Linked DNA regions of Mus musculus: regions 2, 3, 4, 5, 6 and 7 are each linked to region 1. The links are chromatin contacts, called in public HiChIP or PLAC-seq and promoter capture Hi-C maps. All regions are on one chromosome and are shown on one strand. The core of a region is the stretch at or near the end of the contact, and the rest is flanking DNA. Distances in the headings are between cores, read along the strand shown.

What was found. Promoter capture Hi-C pulls out the DNA fragments that hold promoters and counts their contacts. HiChIP or PLAC-seq counts read pairs in DNA pulled down with a chosen protein or histone mark.
Region 2: a promoter capture Hi-C map of the HPC-7 cell line shows a contact between it and region 1, with 3 times the contacts expected there. The contact joins the promoter of Nrm here to the promoter of Prrc2a in region 1. A contact is called at or near these places in 16 of 39 promoter capture datasets (the 3T3-L1 cell line, the HPC-7 cell line, cranial neural crest and 9 more), 1 of 484 Hi-C or Micro-C datasets (embryonic stem cells) and 2 of 115 datasets of contacts at active chromatin or transcription factors (astrocytes and memory CD8 T cells).
Region 3: a contact with region 1 is called in a promoter capture Hi-C map of second pharyngeal arch cranial neural crest. The contact joins the promoter of Ppp1r10 here to the promoter of Prrc2a in region 1. A contact is called at or near these places in 9 of 39 promoter capture datasets (the 3T3-L1 cell line, the HPC-7 cell line, cranial neural crest and 6 more) and 2 of 115 datasets of contacts at active chromatin or transcription factors (memory CD8 T cells and pancreatic cancer cells).
Region 4: an H3K4me3 HiChIP or PLAC-seq map of the SCID.adh cell line shows a contact between it and region 1, with 8 times the contacts expected there. The contact joins the promoter of Psmb8 here to the promoter of Prrc2a in region 1. A contact is called at or near these places in 2 of 39 promoter capture datasets (hippocampal neurons and stem cell-derived epiblast-like cells), 1 of 115 datasets of contacts at active chromatin or transcription factors (the SCID.adh cell line) and 1 of 9 other capture datasets (adipose tissue).
Region 5: a promoter capture Hi-C map of pre-B cells shows a contact between it and region 1, with 4 times the contacts expected there. The contact joins the promoter of H2-Eb2 here to the promoter of Prrc2a in region 1. A contact is called at or near these places in 3 of 39 promoter capture datasets (cranial neural crest, liver and pre-B cells).
Region 6: a contact with region 1 is called in a promoter capture Hi-C map of hippocampal neurons, with 4 times the contacts expected there. The contact joins the promoter of Dhx16 here to the promoter of Prrc2a in region 1. A contact is called at or near these places in 8 of 39 promoter capture datasets (the C10 cell line, cranial neural crest, embryonic stem cells and 4 more), 2 of 484 Hi-C or Micro-C datasets (cerebellum and ventral hippocampal neurons) and 1 of 115 datasets of contacts at active chromatin or transcription factors (astrocytes).
Region 7: a promoter capture Hi-C map of hippocampal neurons shows a contact between it and region 1, with 3 times the contacts expected there. The contact joins the promoter of Gnl1 here to the promoter of Prrc2a in region 1. A contact is called at or near these places in 1 of 39 promoter capture datasets (hippocampal neurons) and 1 of 115 datasets of contacts at active chromatin or transcription factors (pancreatic cancer cells).

What each region holds. Positions count from the first base shown.
Region 1 is chr17:35,163,583-35,166,632 of GRCm38.p6, reverse strand. Prrc2a (proline-rich coiled-coil 2A) reads left to right here and starts at 1,756. Exons shown (of 31, transcript NM_020027.3): 1 at 1,756-1,898.
Region 2 is chr17:35,859,452-35,862,671 of GRCm38.p6, reverse strand. Nrm (nurim (nuclear envelope membrane protein)) reads right to left here and starts at 1,354. Exons shown (of 4, transcript NM_134122.2): 1 at 1,155-1,354. The coding sequence starts at 1,287. It overlaps Mdc1 (mediator of DNA damage checkpoint 1), which reads right to left. Exons shown (of 16, transcript NM_001010833.2): 16 at 3,002-3,220.
Region 3 is chr17:35,915,725-35,919,081 of GRCm38.p6, reverse strand. It overlaps Ppp1r10 (protein phosphatase 1, regulatory subunit 10), which reads right to left and starts at 1,886. Exons shown (of 19, transcript NM_001163818.1): 1 at 1,366-1,886. It overlaps Mrps18b (mitochondrial ribosomal protein S18B), which reads left to right and starts at 2,642. Exons shown (of 7, transcript NM_025878.2): 1 at 2,642-2,790. The coding sequence starts at 2,719. Mir1894 (microRNA 1894) reads right to left here and starts at 1,193; the gene lies at 1,113-1,193.
Region 4 is chr17:34,196,849-34,200,071 of GRCm38.p6, reverse strand. It overlaps Psmb8 (proteasome (prosome, macropain) subunit, beta type 8 (large multifunctional peptidase 7)), which reads right to left and starts at 1,877. Exons shown (of 6, transcript NM_010724.2): 1 at 1,527-1,877; 2 at 692-839; 3 at 390-501. The coding sequence starts at 1,673. Tap1 (transporter 1, ATP-binding cassette, sub-family B (MDR/TAP)) reads right to left here. Exons shown (of 11, transcript NM_013683.2): 11 at 2,847-3,223.
Region 5 is chr17:34,323,908-34,327,230 of GRCm38.p6, reverse strand. H2-Eb2 (histocompatibility 2, class II antigen E beta2) reads right to left here and starts at 1,556. Exons shown (of 5, transcript NM_001033978.3): 1 at 1,440-1,556. The coding sequence starts at 1,539.
Region 6 is chr17:35,878,142-35,881,114 of GRCm38.p6, reverse strand. Dhx16 (DEAH (Asp-Glu-Ala-His) box polypeptide 16) reads right to left here and starts at 1,337. Exons shown (of 20, transcript NM_026987.2): 1 at 997-1,337. The coding sequence starts at 1,203.
Region 7 is chr17:35,978,227-35,981,505 of GRCm38.p6, reverse strand. Gnl1 (guanine nucleotide binding protein-like 1) reads right to left here and starts at 1,551. Exons shown (of 12, transcript NM_008136.2): 1 at 1,259-1,551; 2 at 724-889; 3 at 308-444; 4 at 48-199. The coding sequence starts at 1,331. It overlaps Prr3 (proline-rich polypeptide 3), which reads left to right and starts at 2,211. Exons shown (of 4, transcript NM_145487.4): 1 at 2,211-2,379; 2 at 3,063-3,125. The coding sequence starts at 2,268.

The DNA.
Region 1 (3,050 bases), core at 507-3,006:
GCTGCCATTTCCCAGATCATGCCCACCTTGGTTTTGTGTGTGTGGTTTTGAGATGAGTTCTCTCTTCTCTCATGGCCTTGACCTACCTATGAGAGTGTGGCGGCAGGCCAGTGAGTCCTAGGGGATCCATCCGTCTCTCGCCTCTACAGCACTGGAACTACGGCGGACGCCAAGTGCTTCTTTCTCCCTCCCCCCCTACTCTCTCTCCCCATATATCTTTTAACCTGCTCCCACCAGGACAGTCAGGTTATTCCTCTGCCTCTACAATATCCCATGCATGTCTCTGGTACTTCAAACTGTTACTGATGACCACTGGAGAGATGGCTCAGCACTTGCTGTTCTTTCAGAGGACCTGGATTCGATCCCCAACACCTACATCTGGGAACTCACAATCACCAGTAATTCCAGTTCAAAGAGATCTGAACTCCTCTTGGTACAGGAACCAAGAACCCAGGTGGCACCAGGAACCCACTTGGTACATATGCATATATGTAGATATGCATACAAATAAAATAAAAACAAATAAATGTTTCTAGAGTTAGGAAAATGGCTCAGCGGATGAAATGCTTGCTAACAAGCATGAGGACCTAAGTTTGGACCTCCTGTACTCATGTCCAGGCTGGGCAGATCACTCCTGTCTGTAACTTCAGCACCGGGATGCAGAGATAGAAAGATCTCAAGCTCTTTGGCCAGTCCATATGGAATCTGAGCTCAGCCATCCAAGTATCAAGATTCACTGAAAGATGAAAAGAATGTCTCAAAAAATAAAGTGTTTGCGCGAGCCCTCTGGACGTCAACCTCTGGTTTGTAAAGGCCAGTGAGCACCCACCAATATACATAAAAATTCACAGGAAAATGTTGAGTAAGTGTAAGTGTGGTGAGAGGCAAAGATTTCTACAGTCAAGTACTAAGAAACAAAGAGGGGAAGTAGTACGACCTTTAAAGCTGAAACTCATTGTTGAAGGAACATTAATTATAAAAACAGTTTTTAAAACTATTGAGCATAAAAATTAAATGTCAAATATCCGCCGTAGTTAGTCGCTGCTAAAATTTGGAAGAGTAGGTCATTCCTTGCCTTTGTTCAAATTGTTTGCATATATTATGCAAATACCCAGAACCATTCGAAGAACGCCTACTCGAAGAAAGTCAATGATACACTCCTCTGGACCCTTTGATTGGCTTGCCTATCCACTTCATTTGCATGACGTGATTTGATAACTGGAAAGCCCCGCCTCCCTGACGCGTTTACCTCTCACGAATGGACACCAGACCTGAAATTCTTCCAGGGTCTATGTAACTCCGCCCTCGACTAACTAATCCCTTCCATTCGTCGCAGTTCTTTCCGTCTTCTCCGCTGAGAGTGACCGGGGCCTAGCATCCCTTCCCTGCGTGTCTCTCGGCTCCCAGCCGTCCGCGGACCAACTACGCATGCGCATCCTTTTTCTCCCACCATCCGTCGTGTAAATTCTGCGCCCCAACGGCCTCGCATTCCGCCCGGTCTACGCGTCTCAACTGCCGACGCCAAGACGTCTCCCTAGCCAACCGGCGTCCTAGCGTCTGTAAGTCCCTCCCCTTTATGCAAATATCCTCCACACACTGCCTTTATTTTTTTAAAGTAGGGACAGCCCTGAAGAGCGGAGGGGTCGGAGAGTAAGGGCTCCGCCCCCTATGCAAATAAGGGGGCGTGCCCAGCCGCGGAGGGAGGCGGGAGGTGGGGGGTGTTCCCGGGGGCGGCGGTTGCCCGGATGGGCCGTTAGTCGGAGCCCAGCCGCGGAGTGAGCGAGGGAGACGGGAGGAGCCGAGCGCGGCGCCATCCGCCGCCATCCGCCCCCGCCCCGCCGCCATCCGCCCCGGGAAGCCTTTGAGCCCGGGTCCCGGACCCCCACGCACCCGGCTAGGTGAGTCTGGGCGAGCTGGGCGCTGACGCCCTTTCCGGCGCGGGGCGGCGGCAGCGGCGGCGGCGGGCCGGGGGAGAAGCTGCCATCAGCCGCCGCCATCTTGTCCTCCTGCCGCCGGCCTGCCCCTCCCCCTCGGCCTGCGCCGGCCGCTCCCAGGCCGCTGTGGAGGGCTGGGGGCGGCCGCGGCCCAGCAGCCTGCTCCTCAGGGCACGACCGCGCTCCAGGCCGCGGTTCCTGCTCGCGTCGCGCCCTCGGCCCCTCGGCCGGCCCGGGGCCCCTCCGCCGCCTGTAGACCTACCCTTTGAGGGGCTCTTGGTGTTTCTGGAGCCCTTGCTGCCACCCGGCGCTATGGCTCCCGGTCTTTCTTGGTCTTTGCGTCGAGTCACTCTGGTTCTGGAGCCCCGCTTTCGGCCAGCATCTTCGCCTTTCTGCGTCCCCCAAGCCTCTGCGTTCCCTTTTCCCCCCATGGCCCTATCTCCTCCTCTTCCCTCTTTTCTTCTGAGCTCCCCTGACACTGCCCCTTGTCAGCCTTCCTCAGCCGTTCCTGCTTCCCTCCCTGCTTTCTGCTTGATTCTCTCTTTAGCAGTTGAAATCTGTCTGCTCTACGGTTTTTCTGCTTTCTCCCCCTTTCATGGTAGATTTCAGATTGCCTTCCTTAAGTGCCTAGAGAGCAACCCCTGTCTTCTTTTCTCTGGCTTGTGGTAAAGTTAGTTCTCTCCCCGATTTTGGCTTTCATCCTAGGCCTGCATGCTTTCTTGCTATCTTCCATCTCTTTTTCACACTGTTCCCACCCACAAATGAATGCCCGGTCACTCGAGGATGGATTCAGATGTAGAGTTTTTCCTGCCTGAGGAGTAAGGGCTGTTAGGGGAACAAATGACTGCTTATGAAGAGACTGGATGAGGATAAAAATGGTAGTTGGTTCTGGGTTTGGCCTCTGCTGCCTGGCCCATGGTTACAGGGTGTTGTCGAGGTAGCTCCGTCATGCTGTGGTTTTCCTCAGTTTTACATGGGGTCCACTAGTTTTTTGTTTTTTTGTTTTTTTCTGCCAGCAGAATTGTTTCCAAGAGCCTGTGTGGGGGCTATGTAAGGAATAGATGGAATATTTTGCATCCAGGGGTTCTGTGGAGCCCCTGTTGTTTAGTAAGGCTT
Region 2 (3,220 bases), core at 105-2,604, 700 kb before region 1:
AGAGGCAGGTGGATTTTTAAATTCGAGGCCAGCCTGGTCTACAGTGAGTTCCAGGACAGCCAGGGCTATGCAGAGAAACCCTGTCTCCCCCCTCCCCCCTCAATAAGCACTGGCTGCTCTGGCTGCTCTTCCAGAGGTCCTGAGTTCAATTCCTAGCTACCACATGGTGGCTTACAACCATCTGTAATAGGATCTTATGCCCTCTTCTGGTGTGTCTGAAGACAGCTAAGGTTTACTCATATACATAAAATAAATAAATCTTAAGAAAGAAAGAAAGAAAGAAAGAAAGAAAGAAAGAAAGAAAGAAAGGCATGGTGGCCCACACCTTTAATCCCAGTACTCGGGAGGCAGAGGCAGGCGGATTTCTGAGTTTGAGGCCAGCCTGGTCTACAGAGTGAGTTCCAGGACAGCCAGAGCTATACAGAGAAACCCTGTCTCAAAACACCAAAATAAATAAATAAATCTTAAAAAAAAAAAAAAAAAAAGAATACATAGGCCTCTGAATTCCAAGCCAGCTGGGGATACATAGAAATACCCTGAAAAAAAAAACCCAAAAACAAACAAACAAACAACTCAAGGTTGTCCTTCAGCAGCCGTTTGCACTGCACACACAGGAGCACAAGCACACATTCCACAATTATATTCATTCACACACACACACACACACACACAAGCAAGCAAGGAGACTAGGGAAGTGGTCTTTGGTGTGGTTTTCTTGTTTGCTTTTCCAAGACAGGGTATCTCTACATACATAGTCCTCACTCAATAGATCAGGCCTTGAAATCAGTAATGATAGACCTTCAATCAAGAGATCCGTTTGCCTCTGCCCCCTCCAATAATAGGGTTAAAGGTGTGAGCTACCACATCTCGCTGTCTGGGGTTTTCTAGCAGCGTTTCCCCTTTTTTATCTTTCTCCTTCCCCTGGCTCTCCTCACAAAACCCCACCCCCACCCCGGGCCGTACTCTGTCAGTCTTCACTCGCAGCTTTCTGCACAAGACTAATCTTGGAGTTTCTGATTTAGCCTCCGCTCCCTTCCCAGCAGCGCCTCCCAGCTTTGGCGGTTTCCCTGTCATTTGTTTCCATGCCCCGCCCTCGCCACGCTGCTTCGGCTCCTCCTCTCCGCTTCAGCTCGCCCTGGATCCCTGCGGCTCACCGGGACCGCCAGACTCCGGGATCCCTCCAAGCAGCGGCCTCAGGGAGGTGAAACGCACGAATTCCACTCCGGTGCCAAAGGCCAGGATGAAGGAGGCGAGGGCCGCAGGAACCAGCAGCAGCGCCGGTGCCATGGCGAGCAGCGCGGAGCCTGAGGAGAAGGCGGGCTCAGGGTTCCCGCGACTGCTGGCCCTGCCCAGGTCCCGCCTCCTTGGGGGTGCTGGCGGCAAGGCGGGGACCGCGAGCGGCGCGTCACAGCGCGGAGTTGGAATCCCAGGCGTCGTCAGGGCAGCTGGTCTGCGGCTACCCTTGTGGGTCGAATCTCAGCGCTGTCAGTGTTCTCGAGGAAAGTGAAGACAGAGCCTCCCTTGCGTGGAAACATAAAGAACATCTTGTTTTTAAAGATAATCACTCCTTATTCTCCAGCCTCAATCCCTGATGTGCTGGGGTTACAAACGGCGCCACCCCGCCCAACATAGATTTTTGTATAGTGACCGTTTTAGAGCTGGGTGTGGTGGCTCGTGCCTGTAATTCCAGTACTCGGAAGGGTGAGGCAGGAGAATTTGAAGTTAGCTTGGACTGCATATGGAGACCGGTTCCGAAAAAGCCATTAAAAAAAAAAAGAGAGAGAGAGAGACAAGGTCGGGAGATGGTGGCATATGGATCTCCAAGTTCCAGGCCAGCCTGGCCTATATAGTCAGTTCTAGGATAGCCAAAGGCTACACAGAGAAACCCTGTCTCTAAAACCAAAGACCGAGTAATGAAAGGCTCAATCACCATAGCTATCCAAGTACAGGGTCCTCAGAAGACAAGAGCTGATTCTCTCAGATTACAGATAGAGCAAGGGCAGGGAGGCTGGTTGCTCCCAAGACGTCTGGACCAAGTTCTAATGCATTGTATAGCACTTTTCCTCCCCACCCTGATCTCTGCTTGGGAAATGTATTGAGTGGGCTCCATCTGTGAATGTTTTTGAAGAAGTTCTGTACTTACATTTATTTTGCCTTTATGTGTATTGATGTTTTGCTTGCAACTATGTGAGTGTCAGATCTTGGAGTAACAGTGGTGAGCTGCCATGTGGGTGCTGGTATTTGAACCCAGGTCCTCTGGAAGAGCCCAGTACCCTCAACCACTGAGCTCTCTCCAGCCCCCACTTGGACTGCTCAAAAAAAAAAAAATGTATATATATTTTTAATGGCAGAATCTAGCCAGGTGGTGGTACACGCCTTAATGGCAGAATCTTCATGTAGCGCAAGATGGCTTCGAACTTGCTGTTATGTAGCTGAGAATCATCTTGAGCAGATCCTCTTGCCTCTGCCTCCAAGTGCTGGGATTATGGCCTAGCATCACATCCTGGCTCCACTGATCTTCTAGACACTGTGAAGTGGTCCCAGAAGAGCTTATAGGTGGGAAACAAGCAGTTGACTATGTGTGGTTTCTCTTTAACCTGTTTCCTCCTTAAATCATAATGCAAGCTCTAGGGAGGCAAATGCCTAAGGCTCACTGTCCATCCAGCCCAGCCTAAGGGTGCCCCATGTCCCAGTGAGATTCCCTATCTCAAAGAAAAACAAAGTGGCCCGAGGAAAGACATCCAAGGCTGACTTCTGGCCTCCACAGGCATCAAATGAACAATGGTCTAGGACTACTGCTTAGCGGTGAAGCTTTTGAGCAGCATTTCAGGAAGCCTTAGATTCAACCCCCGGCACCACCAAAAAAGAAAAACCTTAAAGATCAAGCATATAACTGGGGTGTGAATGAGTTGTAAAGCAATTGCCTGTCATGAGTTGGGCCTCATTTGTGCCAACCACCAATAGTTCTCTAAGCTTATACATAATTCACTGCAGGAAAATATAAAGTAAGCAACTTTTTTATTGAAGTGAAATTCATAAAGCAAAAAAAACCCAACCCTTTTATACATTAGTACTTAATATTCTGCATTATGTACAATCACTTCCTCTTTCTGATTCCAAGTCTTTCAACTCCCCACAGGGGAACACTAGACCCCTTGAACAGCTTCTGTGTACTCATGGTCTGGCAAGCATCAATTTGCTCTTACCTTTGTGAATTCAC
Region 3 (3,357 bases), core at 637-3,136, 750 kb before region 1:
TGGCAAAGGAGAAAAACAAAGGAGAGGGACGCCATTTTGTTATGGAGAAGATTCAAAATTTAAAAGGCCGGGCAGATCTGCCGGTAGCTTTACTTAACACTGTAAGGCACTAAGTTAAAAAAACAAAAACAAAAAACAAACAGAAGCCATCCCTCTGACCACCACCCTCAACTTGACCTATCTTAAATCAGTTTAAGAGCCTATTACTGAAAATAAAATCAATTAATATACAATTTTCTGCGGGATAAGAATCTGAATTTGCAACTAAAATTCAACTTACTACCGCCGACCATCCCAATCCTCCCTACAAAAGCCAAGTGGTAGGACTTGGACCCCTCAACAAATAGGACCGAGGGGGGAGGACAGGAGAAAAATGGGTCAAGACACAACCTGCAACGCCGCTTGCAAGACAAAAGGACAAGCAAGGAAAAGTCGCCATATTTGAAGCAGGGAGGAAAAAAAAAATCTTTTAACGACACAATCTTCTAGAAAGATAGCATTCAAATGCACTAATGGCTTTTAAAATTATACTCCTGAGTTCCACATTTCCCAACCTTTCCACCCTCTTAGCTGTATCCACCACCCACTAAAAAAGTATCAAGTTAAAATGTTAATCACTTTTGCCTTTAAATAACCTATGCAAGCTGAAACAATCACAAGACATTCTTTACCTCCCCAAATGTTATTGTATGTACTTGTTACTATGATTTTTGCCCTAAATTTAAGTGTCTTGCAATCTTTATTCCTAGATTGCCACCTATTTTAACCACACAATATATCCCAAGCAAATTACATTAAAATAGAGAGGATTTAACAGTCACTTTAAAGACATAGCCAGCTAATATTTCTCTGCCCATCTCCTTACCCTGCAATCTTTATGTACAGATTGCTTATTAATCTGGCAAATTGAAAGGCGTTCTGCTTGTCTCACACACAAAGAAGTGGGACTTCTGGGCCACAAGATCCACCATCTTTTGTATGTGAGCTCATTAACCCTTTTGAAGACTGCTAACCAGAGGAAGGTAACCATTCCTCCTTATTATCGCAAAGGCTTATGCTCTGGCAGTCTGGAAATCTGCTGGATTATCAAGGGTTAACCGTCAAAATCCTCACTGGCTGGCCCTCCCTTCACCCTCTCCCTTGCCTGCTCCACAGCAGGGAAGAGGCAGGTGGTAGGGGAGAGAGAACAAAGACTGTTTAGACCCACAGGACCTTTAATGGAGATTTAAGAGACCCGATTGGTCCTTCTCTCCAGTACTCTACATTTGTTCTATGGTCTCATTTCTTCCTCTCATTATTTTTGGTTTCACAACGGGAAACGTTGATTTCTTGTTCAAGGCTGGTTTTTGAAAATTCGACACTTACTATCCAATTTTTTTGCGACGTCAGCACCTCGGGCTCAGGGGGGAGGGGTAAAATTTTGGAGGAAAAAAAATAAAGCAACCAACCAGGACCCAAACTCAGTTACTTGTGGGGCCTCATTGGATCAAAAAGTCTCTTTTAAAAAAAGTAAAGACCAACTCAGTTTTCATTTCCCCCCCGCCCAACTCCATTTAGGGAGAGGGGGTCGTTGAAAAAAAAAGTCTGAGTGGATTCCAAAACGGAAATGCTGGATGAGTGAGATTGGGTAGGTTTGGGCAGGGAAGGTGGTTGATTATTTTTGAAGTTATGTGGTGACGGTCCTTCGGCCACAGATCTCAAGTCCCAAGCAGCGTGGGCTGGTGGGGTGGGCAAGATAGGTGGGGAGGGGCAGAAGACACGAGTGGTTGGGCTGGTGGCTGATTTCCCTTTCCCCCCTCTCAGGATCCTTTCAAGGGTTTAGATGTTGCTGAGGCTTGTTTGTTTTCCTGATGGCCGGCCTGTCTTTCTCCGAGAAAATTCAACCTGGGGTAAAAGGAACACAAAAGGAGGAAGGTGTAATCAGTACGGGTCGCCTTTAAACGTTTCAAAGTTGTCGCAGGACGCAGCCGCATTAGGGAAAAACGTGGCTGCCCATTAAATCCGAAACCACCCCGTTCCCCCGGCCCGCTCTCGGCAAAACGTTACCCTCCAAAGCGACGGAGCACCCAAACTTACCTCTAAACGAACCCCAGAATGGCGGCCGCCCGCTCGGGCGGAGTCTTTTATACCCGGCCACCGCCCAACGCACCCTAACGTGATGGAGAACCGCCCTCGCCGGGACACATTGTGCGCGAGGCGAACTCTGATTGGCCAGCGTGCGAGCCGGGTCGCCCGCGGATTGGACGTCCCTCCTCCACCTTCCCGAAGCCCCCTTCCCTCGGTTCCCCTCTTCCGTCTCCTTGCTATCACCTCTACGCCAGCGCGTGATCGCCGCGTCCGGCACCTCCCTTTCCTCTGCCTCCACCACTTCCGCTCCGGCGACCCGGGGTCGCCCTCGGTTGGCCGAAACGGCCCGACGCATGCGCACTGGGAGCACCCTGGTTAAAATCGCAATCAAATCTGCTTTCATGTTAGACACTAACCATGGAATCTAGGATTCATCGTGACTGGTCCGGGAGAAATGCAATTTTGAAGGCTGGTTCGATTGTGACGCAGTTTAAATTCGCGTCTGTGGACCCCGCCCCTTGACGCTTCCGCCCTTAGACATGTGAGCAGCCGCCTTCCGCATTGCGGGGCGTGTCCTTGGCCCACCCTAGTGCGTGTCCCGAGCATGCGCAGTCGCTCTTCCGGCAGGCCGTACGTCCGGTGTGCGTCAAGATGGCTGCCCCCTTGCGGCACACGCTTCTAAAGCTGGTTCCTACACTCTTACGAAGTTCCTATGTAGCTCAGGTAAAACGTTGGAGGGGTTTTCTCTACCTCCCCGTGGTGTCTATACTTTCGATCTTCCTTCCATTAGGAGGAGTCAAGGGGCATGGGTTTTCCCACATGTCTACGTGTCAGCCCTGCACCAGCCTCCGTCCCCTACGGCGCGCGATTTCTAACTACCGAGCGTTCGGGTCAGAGCCAGGGTTACGGGTTATCATCGTCGTCTCCCGACTACCATTAGGCAAAAGAACTAAATGGTGGGGTTGCCCCTGTGGAAATGGGCAGTTTGTAACCAGGTCGTTGGTGCCTGAAGTGGCACCCAGGACGTGTTTGGTTTTTTTTTGTTGTTGTTGTTTTTTTTTTAGCAAAGGACCCTATTTTAAGGATTTTCCCCGGTGTTCGGGAGACAGCCCAGGTTGGTCTCATAGGTACTTTCTGAGCTTTCTACCTCTCCCTCCCAGATTATGGAATTAAAAGCAAGTACACTAGTCCTACTCCACCTCGTCACACGTCATTTCCCCATCAGAGCATGCTTGAGATCATTCTGCTCTCTGGATTGAGATTGCCCTTTAGCCTCAGGTACTCACCACC
Region 4 (3,223 bases), core at 628-3,127, 970 kb after region 1:
ATTTTCTCCCATAGCACGAGGGAGCAGGGATTGTAGAGATGAGTGTTTGGAAGGTATGGACTTGTGGGACGGGACATAAGAGTAAAGGAGAGTTTGGGAATTTAAAATCTCTGATCCGCATTTTAAAAGCCTAGTAAATGATACCACCCTGCAGGTTAAGTGACTGCCAGATTATCTGGTTTATAAGCAGGGACCCAGGCTAGGATTTGGGAGATTTTTAATCACATGAAGGAGATATATATATATATATATATATATATATATATATATATATATATATATATCCCTTATGGTTGCTAAAATGGATCACCCGATGGGGGTGTAAGTGACCTGGGACATGGTGGGGACGGGGGAGGGGCTGAACAAATGAGATGATAAAACCGGCCTACCTGCACTCCTTGGCCAACAGCCTCTCCCAGTACTGGCAGTCGGCTGCACAACCAGACATGGTGCCAAGCAGGTAAGGGTTAATCTCGATCACTTTGTTCATCCTTAAGGAGCCTGGAAGAGTTTTGAGATCAAAGAAATGAGCCCACAGCTCCCCACCCACCCCTCACCCCCCATCCCACCCCCACCCTCAGTGTGCTATAATGCCAGCTCTGTCTGAACTTCGGCCCAGGCCTTCTGCTCTACTGAGGGAACAGCTCCACGAGTCGGACCATTGGAGCACACATGGAGCACACATACTCACTAATGTAACTCCCTGCAGTGGCCCTGGAGTCCACAGCCACGATGACGCCATGCTGGAACTTGAAGGCGAGTGTGGTTGTGCCGTGGGCCATCTCAATTTGAACATTCCTTTCCTGGTCACCACCAAAGGACCTCAGGAATGCGGTGGGCTAAGAGATGCAAGAGGCAGAGGGGCACCTCAGTGCTAGGAGGCTCCTGGCAGGGTGGCAGAGTGAGGAGGGGTCTGCAGACTCTAGATGTCAGTAGCTCCGAAGAAAGAAAAGCAGGATTTAAGCCCACCAGCTTTCTGCTTTCCAGCACGTGGGAACAAAGGTCATGGTAGGCGACTTCAAGGTGTTTCCTAATCCGTGGCTCCTTTGGTTCTCGAAAGCACATTTTAATAACTTGCTCTCATTTTACAGTAGAGGGGCTTGAGACCTAGGCCATCTAATGTGTCGTAGGACACACAGGGTGGGTTGCTGAGACCAAGTAAGGCCACCAAAGTTCATAGGTCTTCCAAGACAACTGTACAGCCCCTGTAGTAGTTAGCAGTGAGTCTGTGGAAGGCATGGTGGTCTGTGCACTGTGTCTTGGGATTGGCACCAACCATCTTCTCAGTCTCGCTGTCTCAACTCCGTGCGTGACTCTCTCTCCTTCTGTCCCTCCCCCACCCCTTTCTCCCGCCTTCCCATGCCTTAATCTCCACGTTGGTTCTTCAGGGCTAGCCTCGATGCTGCTCTCCTGGACGGCCCCTCCTGGCGTCCTCACCTCCTCAGACCCAGGCAGACACTCCTTCCTCTGTGCCACCCACCACCACCCACCTCCTGCATCTCTCCAGAACGCCCTACAGTCCTCACCTGCATTCCCCGGGGAAGTGCGAGCTCCGGAGCTTGCGCGGAGAAACTGTAGTGTCCCGGGTCCGAGCGACCCCCGCTTCCCGCATCCAGGGCAGCCCACTCGGGCCGCTGCCCCCGAGCGGCACCGCACAGATCCAGTAACGCCATGACCACTTGGCCCCGAAGATCCGTCGACTCTGCGACAAGGAAGTGAAAGCGAAAGCCACAGTACCAAGGGGAGGGAACCAGTCCCCCACCCCCATCCCCTGCCCTTTCCGAGTAGAGCCCAGTTAATGGGTGTCTGAACTAAAACAATGTGTTGGGGACGAGTTTTCCTGCTGCCACATCAGTGAAACCAGCTAGAGAATGGGCTGTGGGGTGGAAGAAGAGGTGCGCCTTCGGAGGCCGCCTAGCAGTGGGGTGCGTGAAGACCCACAGGCGGGGGACGGGGGGGGGCATCTTCTGGGAACAGCGGAGGACTGAATAGGGTCCTATCTCCTAAAGAGGTTGTCTAGAACGTTGGAACCTGAGAGGAGTATTGAGCAGATCCACCTAGGCGTGCGTCCTGGGGATGGGGGCAGCACTCAAATAAATGAGCATCATTTTATAGAAACTGGAAAATGCGATAAATGGATGCACAGGGGTCTTTAGGTCCTGGGACAACCAGGAAAAAACGGAGAAAGACGAACCAAGGAGAGGACTCAGTCGGGCCTTTTCATGTGTCCCTCCTAGGGCCCCTCTTGGTTCAACAGTCTCACTACCCTGAGCCACCCACGAGGACGCGCCCTTGCCCGGGGCTGCTCACGTCGCGCAAGTCAGGGCTGCGCGCTCCTTCCTTGAATCCTCAACCCCACCTCTTCTTTGCAACCTTTATGGACATTATCTGCCCAGGAACTGCTGACGTCACACACCGGGCCCTCCCTGAATGGAAGAGATTTACTGGCTAATCCTATCCATTTCATTGAGATTATCCCGGCGTGTGCCGCTGAGGAGAAGATGAAAGAATCTGAACGGGCGGGCGAGGTTATCCAGTCTGATTTTCTGGGGTCCCCACCCGCGGCGCTACCGCGCTTCCTCCAGCCTCAGCGAGGAAGAGAAGGACTCCAAGATGCAGTTGCTGCTGCCTTGGGGTGCGGAGAGGGAGGGGCTGCCGCCCGGTCCAGCTCAGCACTAGGAGTCCGTGGGTGAGCAGTAAAGAGAAATGAGAGCCCCAGGAAATAAAAGCTGATGGACCCAGAAGTAAAACAGAATTCTGAAGAAGAACGGGACACTGTCCTGGGGGGGGGGGGGGGGCTGACTAACTCAGCTAGGACTTTGCGGGAGCTAAGAAACGGGAGAAGCCACAGTACAAAACACCAGTTTTATTACAAATATCAAACACCCATAGAACACCCAAATGCCAGCCTATGCCTTTGGTTAATTGCAAGCTGCTTGTCCTTTCTCTCTGTACACTTTGGGCGTTTCTTCTCATTCTATCACAACGCCACATAAACCAGGTTTGTGTGTGCATGCTGTGATACAAGCTCAGCACCGGGAGGGTGGAGACCGGAGATTTAGCAGCTCAGTGTTGGTGTGAGGTACCTGAAACCCCGTCTAATAGGGAGCGGGTCGGGGAAACACATTCGTGGTAAATTCCGGGTATCTCCTAGAGTTTACATTTTCTCATGTAACAAGCACCTCCGCTCCTCAACTGTCTCCGTGGGTGTGGTAATATCTTT
Region 5 (3,323 bases), core at 307-2,806, 840 kb after region 1:
AAGTTAACTATTGTTAATATAAATATTGGCAGTGTATGAGTCCAGCAGTTGTATTTCTTTACATTATGGTAATCACCAAAAACTTCACAGAGAAACTAAGACTCATTTACAACTGCACCTCAATAGCTGAGCAGTTAAATGATCTGCCTTCACCTTCTATGCTAATCTGGCCAACATGCCATGTCTCATGCATATTATTATTGATATGGCTCATTTGGCTTCAGGGGTGTTTCCATGGTCTTTCTCCAAATCTCTTCCTCATGGCTCCAAATCCTTCCTCTGATTGGCAGATGTCCCACCCTATTCTCTCTTCTGCCCAGCCATTGCATGATCAGTATTTATTGACAAGGCATAAAAGAAACGATAAGAATTATTTACACAAACATGAGAGAGGAGGTTCTTGGTATGACCATTACATGGCCATGTCTGGATTGAAACAAGATATGAGGGCAAAATATCAGCACTTGAATTAGACAAGGATGACCTTTACACAGTGCATGGAAAGGGCAGAGAGATGTAGTGAGGACCAACAAGCCCACACAGATAATTGAGACGAGAAGGTGAGCAATGGAACCTTCAAAGCTTGGGGAAGTCGCACAACACCAGACACTTTATTTCCTGACTGTCTTCTAACCCCAGGAGACATTAGCAGCCTTCACGCTGTCTGGCCCCAACCCCCAGGCTCTGGGTACTCAGTTTGAACCACATGTAACTGTTGATTCTGACATATTTTCTATATGAAAATAGAACTTCACATCTGAAACCAGGTGGATCCTCTCCTTCACCCTCAGGCAGAAATGCAGTTGATGCTTGAGACACAGTGCACTGTTTCAGAAGAACTGTTAAGTTTCAGGTACCAAGAGTATATTATCTGTATTCCTTGTCTAGGAGGCAGATTCAAATATTAAGTCCCAGGGTCCGCTCTAGGGTGCCATCAACAGCAGAGAGAGAACCCTGACTACTTCCCCTGACAGCATCCCAGCACGGGGATGGAGGTTTCAAAAACTCTGGGATTCAGGGAGACGAGATCAGGCCACAGATCCCAGTAAGGGCACAGCACAGTCTTTAGGACAGGGCCCCCCAACTCCCCTTAATTGCTCATGAAATCTTCAGGGAAATTTTCCAACTTAACATTTCAGACAGGTGCTATACAGGTCCTTATTTAAGTGCCCTGTCGTTTTCATGTAGGAAATGTGATGTCAGTGTTGACCGGACACATGAGGAGGGAAGGAATATGACCCATGTGTCAATTCCATTCATGGGTCTCAAAAGAACATCTAAGACACTTTTATATGGAAATAATATGAGATTCGTATGATTAAGAGAGGTGATCAAAGAAAAACTGAGAAGTTTTTTTAAAACCAATTGTAGACAAAATGAAGCTAGCCCCTTTGTTCCCAACCCCTAGCAACTCAGAACATGAGAGGTGGTGCACTTACGTCGTGGGTCCCTGACTAAAATCACCGGAGGGGTCAGCATCATCAGACTCAGGATCACAGCTGCCACACAGAGGCCTCTGGGGAGCCACAGAGACACCATGCTTGAGGAGAGGAGAGGTTGGTTGCTAGAGAGGCAGGCCAACCTGGCTGACTGGCAAGGGTGAGAGACTCCACCCACTGGTGCTGGGTTGGGCACCTTCAGTGCTGAAGAACCAATCAGCAGCCAAGAGCACCAGCAGCATCAGTTGCTGGTCAGAGGCGCAGAGTGAAGGTCTTTCTGAAATTTCCAGTTTCCTTTGTTAAGCAGACAGACTGCTTCAGCTCAGAGCCTAGAAGCTTTGATCAGTGTGGCTCTGCAGCAGTTGCATGGACGCTGTACTGAGCCACCAACTCTGATTGATGGCAGCCTTGACACCATCAGTCTGCCTCAGGCTAACTGAACCTGTGAGAGTCCAGTCCCAGTTGGGGTTCCTCCTATGACTTCCCCATCTGCTGAGGGAAATCCTCTAACATTTACTTGCCTTCTGCTTTATCCTAAGAAAGGTCATAAGAACTCTTTGCTAATGTGTGCATATAAGGTTAGAACGAAGACAATCACTGAACATAAAGTGTGAATTACAGTATAAAATACAATCATAGTATTTGTGAAATGTGAACCGTGTGCTGCATGATGATTACACATTATGTTAAGTAACGGTGACGACCTAGATCAAGAATGTGCTTTGAGTGACAGTTCAGAATAGGAACTCCAAGATTAATCCACTGTTCTGATGGTCCCTCTTTATCTATCTTGGTAGTTCTTGAAGTAGGATTTGCCACCCTGCAATAAATGTCACTACAATTCATTGAGTGAGTTTTTAGGTGCCCAAATCTGTACTCAGAGCTATTCCTGGTGCTATCTCTTAAAACTTTTGTTAAAAAGAAAACTTCATAGAATACACTTTGATTATGTTTTCCCTCAGTTCCTCCCGCCATTCCTCATCACCCAACTTTATGATATCTCTCTCTCTCTCTCTCTCTCTCTCTCTCTCTCTCTCTCTCTCTCTCTCTCTCTCTCTCTCTCTCTTTCTCTCTCTTTCTCTCTCTCTCTCTCTCTTTCTCTCTCTTTCTCTCTCTCTCTCCCTCTCTCCTCCCATCTCTGTGTACCAAATAAATCAGAACAGAAAACAAGTATTACACATATACAACCCCCTATTAAATGAAAATAAGAATAAAATAAAATAAAAATAAAAATGAATGTTGAACATTTTAAACTGTTTCTCTGATATATTTCACCTTTGAAAACACTCTGCTGAGATCTATTTTGTTTTCTTATTTTCCTGATGTTTTGGCTTTACCTTTTTAGCTCTTCATATATATTAGATACCCTCTATCATACATATAATTTGTAAAAATATTTTCCAATTCTCTAGGCTGCCACTTTCCCCATATGGTAGTGTCCTTTGCAGTATAGAATATTTTCATTTTCTTTTTTTAAAGATCTATTTATTATTATATGTAAGTACACTATAGCTGTCTTTAGACACACCAGAAGAGGGTGTCAGATCTCATTACAGATGGTTGTGATCCATCATGTGATTGCTGGGATTTGAACTCAAGACCTTCGCAAGAGCAGTAAATGAGCATTATCACTTGCCCGAAAAATGTTCATTTTCATGGTCCCATTTACTGATTCTTGGTCTTATTGCTTGGGCTTTCAGTGTCTTGTTCAGAATCTCTTTCCTGTGGCAATGAGTTCAACCCTGTGTTCCACTGTCTCTTCTGTCAGGCTCAGGGTATCTTGTCATGTCCTGAGTTCCTTGATGTGTTTGGAGTTGAGTTTTCTTTCTGCAGGGTGATAAGTATCTACTTGCATTCTTCTGCATGCAGGCATCCAGTTTGACC
Region 6 (2,973 bases), core at 88-2,587, 710 kb before region 1:
TGAGCAAATGATTACTGAAAGCCATCCCGTGGTGGAGGCAAAGAACCAGCTCTCACAGGTTGTACGCTCACAGCCTCACACGGGCATATGCACGAACTAAAACTTCTTCCTAACTTTAATGACTTACTTTTATTTTTATGTGCACTGGTGTTCTGCCTGCAACGTGAGCTGTGTGTGAGGGTGCTGAATCTCATAGAACTGGAGTTACAGTTGTGAGTTGCCACGTGGGTTCTAGAAATTGAACCTGGTTCCTCTAGAGGAACAGCAAGTGGTCTTAATCCCTGAGCCATCTCTTCTTGCCCCACGATAGAATTTTTTTTTTAAAGTATTGGTTCTGAGCTTAAGTAGTTTATGTTCTAAAACCCATTTTCTTTTCATGATTTATTTTTCATTTATTTATGTGTATGGGGTACCTGGCAAAGGCCAGAAGCCCTCCGATCTCCTTGGAGCTGGAATTACAGATGGTTGTGTGCCACTAGGCCTGGTTGCTGAGAACTGAACTCAAGTCTTCCAGATGCACAAGGGGTCTTAACTGCTAAGCCATCCCTCCCCAGCCTCGATCCTATTTCCTAAATGCTAATTCTCCTAGCTCTGTTCTCAGTGACTCTTTCCCAGGGCTGGGGATTGAATCCAAGGCTTACTGTATGCTAGACAAACATTCTACCAACTGAGCTACATCCTTAGGCCTGGGGTATGTGCTGTAACTAACAATGGCTCTAGCTTAAACATGTATGTAGAGCCCCATCTCGAGTCTTCTCCACAGACCTGTATACACCCAACACCTAGCATGATATCTAGATAACAGAGGAAAAAAATTAAATGGTGGGCGGAACCAAGAATGAAAGGTCTCTCTGTCACCCCACTACCAGGGAGGCTCGCTGCAAGTTCTAAGCCAGCCTGTGTACTATATTGAAAGTTGCAGGCTATCACAGAATAGACAGCCACACTGCGTACGAGCCAATTCGGCTGTGAGTGGCCTGCCCCGGCGGCACACACCTTGCTCCAGAGCTTCAGGGCGAAGTCCCGCGCCGGCCCCCCGAGGTCCAGGGTGTCGGTGTCCCGCAGGCGCTGCACGAACTCCTCGGCGGAGGCGCAGCGCTGTGCGGTGCCGATCAGGAACTGCGCGACGTGCCGCTCGCTCAGCCCCAGCACCGAGTGCAGCTCCTCCTGCACCCACCGCTCCAGCCCCGCCGGCGTCGCCATGGCGACGCGTCCTGCTCCGGGCGCGCAACCGCGGAACGGCCAGGACTGCGGCGGGGACAGAGCCTGCGGTACTACCGCCTCGCTCCGGCTGCCGTAGAGACTCCAATTCCACAGACCGCGAAACCCGGAAAGAGTCGCGCTCTTCCGGCCAGGGATCGACGGTGGCTGGGCGGGTTCAAATCGCGCAGCCTCTTTCCCGACGCTAAGTGCAAGAGGCTTTCATGCACAGCCTCGTCCAAGCTCTCCGTCGCCCCCTAATGATCTGTGCGCGGGTGCAGTTCTCTATCAATACAAGCTGTCAGTGATGACTAACTAGTTCCCACAGCTGGGATAAATAAAAGACGTACAAATCAGGGTTAGGAAAACAAGATATATAACAAAGGGCTGGAGAGACGGCTCAGCGAAGTCGAGTTCGATTCGGTGCACCCACATCCCTCACCAACAACCACGTATATCTCCAGATCCAGGAGGATCTACCACCTCTGGTCTCTTCTGACACCTGCACTTGTGTGCACGTGCTCATACACAAACACACATACACCTAATTTTTTTAAAAATAAATTTTTTTTTTTTGGTTTTTCGAGACAGGGTTTCTCTGTCTTGGAACTCACTTTGTAGACCAGGCTGGCCTCGAACTCGGAAATCTGCCTGCCTCTGCCTCCCGAGTGCTGGGATTAAAGGCGTGCACCACCACGCCCGGCCTAACTTAAAATATTAAAAATTAAAACAACAAAAACTAAAGGTACATAATAAATACATTTAGGTGGGAGTTTGGGTATCATAAGATTTTAATATTTATTTATTTAATGTGCATGTGGGTTTGCCTGCATGAATTTATCTGCACAGTATGTGTGTGTGTGTGTGTGGTGTGTGTGTGTGTGTGTGTGTGTGTGCCCTTTTAGGTCAGAGATATTGTGTCTCTCTGAACTTGGAGTTACTGGTGGTTGGGACCTGCCTGATATAGGTGCTGGGAACCAAACACCAGTCTTCTGAGAGCAGCAAGTGCTCTTAACCACTGAATCATCTCTCCAGCCCCTCTATTGGGTGTGTGTGTGTGTGTGTGTGTGTGTGTGTGTGTGTGTGTGTAGGCATTTTACTTGCAAGTATGTATACCACTCAGAATCTGGAGGAGGGCATTGGATCTCCTGAAAATGTAGTTAGGGGTGTTTTTGAGACATCACGTGAGTGCTGGGAGTTAAACCTAAGTGTTCTTAATTGAGAAGCCAGCTCTCCAGTTCACCATTTAAAAAACAAAAACAAAAAACAAAAAAACACGGGACTCATGTACAATTAGCTGGCCTTGTATGTACTACATAGCTAAAGATAACTTTGAACTCTTATTTATTTATTTATTTACTTACGCACTTAATTACTTACATCCTCAAAGCTGCCCCCTCCTGGTCCCCCCTGAAAGAGTTTCTCCCCCTATTCCCCTTCTCCTCTGAGAGGGCACCTCCCCACCCCAGTATCCTCCCTACCCCCCACCCCCCACCCCCGCAACCTTGAACTCTTTTTGTTTGTTTGTTTTTTGTTTTGTTTTTTTGAGACAGGGTCTCTCTGTATAGCCCTGGCTGTCCTGGAACTCACTCTGTAGACCAGGCTGGCCTCGAATTCAGAAATCCTTCTGCCTCTGCCTCCCAAGCGCTGGGATTAAAGGTGAGCGACACCACCGCCCAGCAACCTTAGACTCTTGATCCTGTTGTTCCTACTTCCCAAGTGTGGGGATTATAGACATGTACTATCACACTTGACTGAAATGTGTAATTTATG
Region 7 (3,279 bases), core at 302-2,801, 820 kb before region 1:
GACACTAAGATCACAGTATGTCGACTCAGTAAACACGCCACCATCACCTCCAGATTGTGCTCAAAGTAGCTGAGTTTCTCTGAAGTGTATGCCCCGTGTATCTTCCCAAGGTATTCCTGGAAGCTCCGCTCCTCCTGGCTCATTAGCTGTTCCTTGGACATCTCATAACTCCAAGGAGGCCGCCGGGGAAAGTCCAGGACTGGGAAACAAGGAAAGAGACCGGATAAGCATGAGGACTTTTTCTGGACCCCTTCTCTGGCCAGCAAGTTCCCCAGGCTGATGGCATACACAAGTAGCCCCCACTCACCTGAGCCAGGCTGATACACTTCCCGGATATCCAACTCTAACACTTCAGCACTGACCGGCTGCAACACTTGCTCTCTGGCCGCTCTCTTTCTCCTCTCCACCTCCTCCCGGCTGTCCCGTTCAAAATGCAGCCGGTATCTAAGGGGAAAGGGACCACACATCTAGTGGAGTCCTGTGACAAACAATCTCCTCTTCTGACCACAAAACTGCAAAGGTTCCTCTCCTGGTTGTTCAAGTCTCCTCTAAACAAACTCTTGACAGTCCCCATTGGAAGGCAAGAAAGATTGTGGCCCATCCAGGGAGAACCACCTTCCTTGGCTTCCAGCCTCACTAGTTCCACTTTCAATCCTTCATCGGAAGCTTTTCCTAAGGGTGAGGGCGGGGAAACTGCGGCCAGCGCCCTTCTCCTTGGCTTACCGGTTGGGGTCGTAGCCTCTGGGCCCCAGGCCCTGGGAAGGTTGCTGGTTGAGCCTGCGGATATGATGGGTCACGGATTCCCCATCCGACGTGTCCGTCTGCTCCTCCCGCCGCTCCCGGCTACCGCTGCGGCTGTTGGAACTGGAGCGCAGCCCATCTTGGAGCCCTGAGGGGAGGGGCCGGTGACGCCGGTGTAGACCGGTTCTTAGGGGACCTAAAGCCCCCCGAGCCGGTAGGACAAGCTCTTCTTCAGCCGACCCAACTTCTCCAGAGGCTCCATCTTCCCAACCGCGCGCCCCAACCCCGTCCCGGATGGGCCTGGAGGTCGTCACAGCGCCCTGTGGCAGCAGCAGCAGAAGCAGAAGCAGAGTTTCCCATCCCCCACCCTCCACCCCTCCCCGTCCCGCCGCTGCGGGAAACCCCCACCGTGGCAGCCCACGCGGGATCGCGAGAGCCCACCCACCCACCCCCCGCCCGCGGTGCCGCGGCACAGCCCTCCTCCAGAGCTGCGCAGCGGCCCCGCCCCCTCCCTGACCTCGCTTCCGCTCCCGCTTGTCCTGCAGCTGCTTCTTCTTCTGCTTCACGCTGAAGGGCTTCTTCCTCGGCATGGCCCCGGAGCCCCGGCCCGCCCTCCGCCGAGCTCCCCGCCGCCGCAACTGACTCCCCGGGGCAGCCCCCGCCGGCGGCCCGGGGCCCTGGGGAGGCGGGGCCGCGGTGACGTCAGCAGCGAGCGGCGGGGAGCGGGGAGCGGGGCGGCGGGGATGCAAGCGGCGGCACGTGAGAGTCCGCGGGTCCGGGATGCACGGTGCGGCGAGCGGGAGACGCGCGTGGGAGGCCCGAGCCGACTCCGTCACGGGCGCTACCAAGTGGCAGTCGCGGGAGGGGGGACGCGTGTCACCGCCGCCCGGCGCTCCCGGGAGCTGCCACTCACCTGGCGGGGGCCGGGCGACGGGGCGAGGACACGCCCCACCGCGCGGCCGCCTGGAGAGGATGGCCCCTGGCGGGAGAGCCGGGACTGCGCTGGCTGCCCGGTGGACTGGCTGCCCCGTGGACTGGCCTGCGGCAACAGGACTCGGTAAGGAGATTGCGGAAGAGGCAGGTTCACTGGCCACACGTGCGAGCGCGGGTGAGGAGGAAAAGCGAGCGGGACAAGGACTTTTGGAGAGAGGTCAGAGAGCACGGAGTTGTGGCTGTAGTTGTTGCCATGGTAACTGGGGCCCGGATGTGGCGACCTTAGGATGCGACAGGCCTCTCGCGTGCCGCCAGAGTCCCGAAGCCTGTCCGGTGTCTCACTGGAATGGGGTGGTGCTTTCCCACGTGGAGAGGAACTGCACAAGGGGGAGCAAAGCTTCCCCACGCGCGCGGCGGGGTGAGCGAGGCACCTTGTAGGAGCGAACGGCCGCGGCACATCCACGACCTCCCGGAAGTGGCATGGTGGGCGCCTCGGTCACCCGGCCCATCGCCCACCCGGAAGCGGAAGGAAAGCTAGTGTGCCCCTTCCTCACTGCCCTCCAAATCTTGCTGCAGCCATTGCCGCAGCCGCTATGCCGAAACGAAAGAAGCAGGACCAGCCGCCGCCGCTGCCGCAGCAGCAGCAACATCTCGCACTGTCTGAGCGGGACGAGCCTGGAGATGAGGAGGATGAGCGCCCCATGGGTGAGGGGCAGGGCGTGCACACGCCTGTCAGCCGGCCAGGGGGCTAGGATAGAATGAAATGCGGGGGAGGAGGTGCCAACGGAAGGAGGAAGGGCGCACGCGTGGAGGTGGGGTGGGACGTGGTGGGGGAGGGATGCTGGTGGAACCTGGATTGAGGGCTTCGCTTGCTTGAACCCTCAACCTCAATCTGGCTCCTAATCCTTTCTGGAGAAGGCAGGGGAGGTGGCGGCTCGGCTAAACATCTGGCTTGCGCAACCGCAGAATGGCGGGGGGAGAGGGGTGGCAGCGATGTTACAGATTGTGATGATCGGGAAGACAATTTGTGACCACACTTCCACTGGTTAGGTCAACCTTCTGTGAACTACTCCCCCGAGGGAAGGAGAGGAGAAAAAAACTATGATGGGCCAACAGTTAAGGTGAGGGATTGGGGTACGTGGAATCACTGGCATGTTGTGGATGCAGCACTGTGAGGAAAGAGCTGTTAGAGACCTCTGTTACCCTCTGATGGACTCTCAAACAACTCTGCAGAGGGACGGGCAGATGGACGGGGTGAGAGTTTGCGGCACTGCTGAGTGGATATATGACTTACCTGGTTAAAAACTGAGTGTTATAAGACCACGTAAGGACGAGGTGATCAGTCCTTTGCACCGTTCTGATGGCTGTTTTCTCACGTCTGCTCTTAGGACCACCCAGCCTTCTGGGCCCTCCCCCCATGGCTAACGGGAAGCCTGGTGATCCCAAGTCAGGTGAGGAGAAATTGGGCCCTGATTCATGTTTTAAGCCCTGGAGAAGGGATGGACCCCTAAAGACTTAAACAAAAGCCCAGGGATTGTGTGTACCTAAATGAGGGATCATATATTAACCGTTTGGAAATACGGTGTTGTCAAAATGTTACTTTCC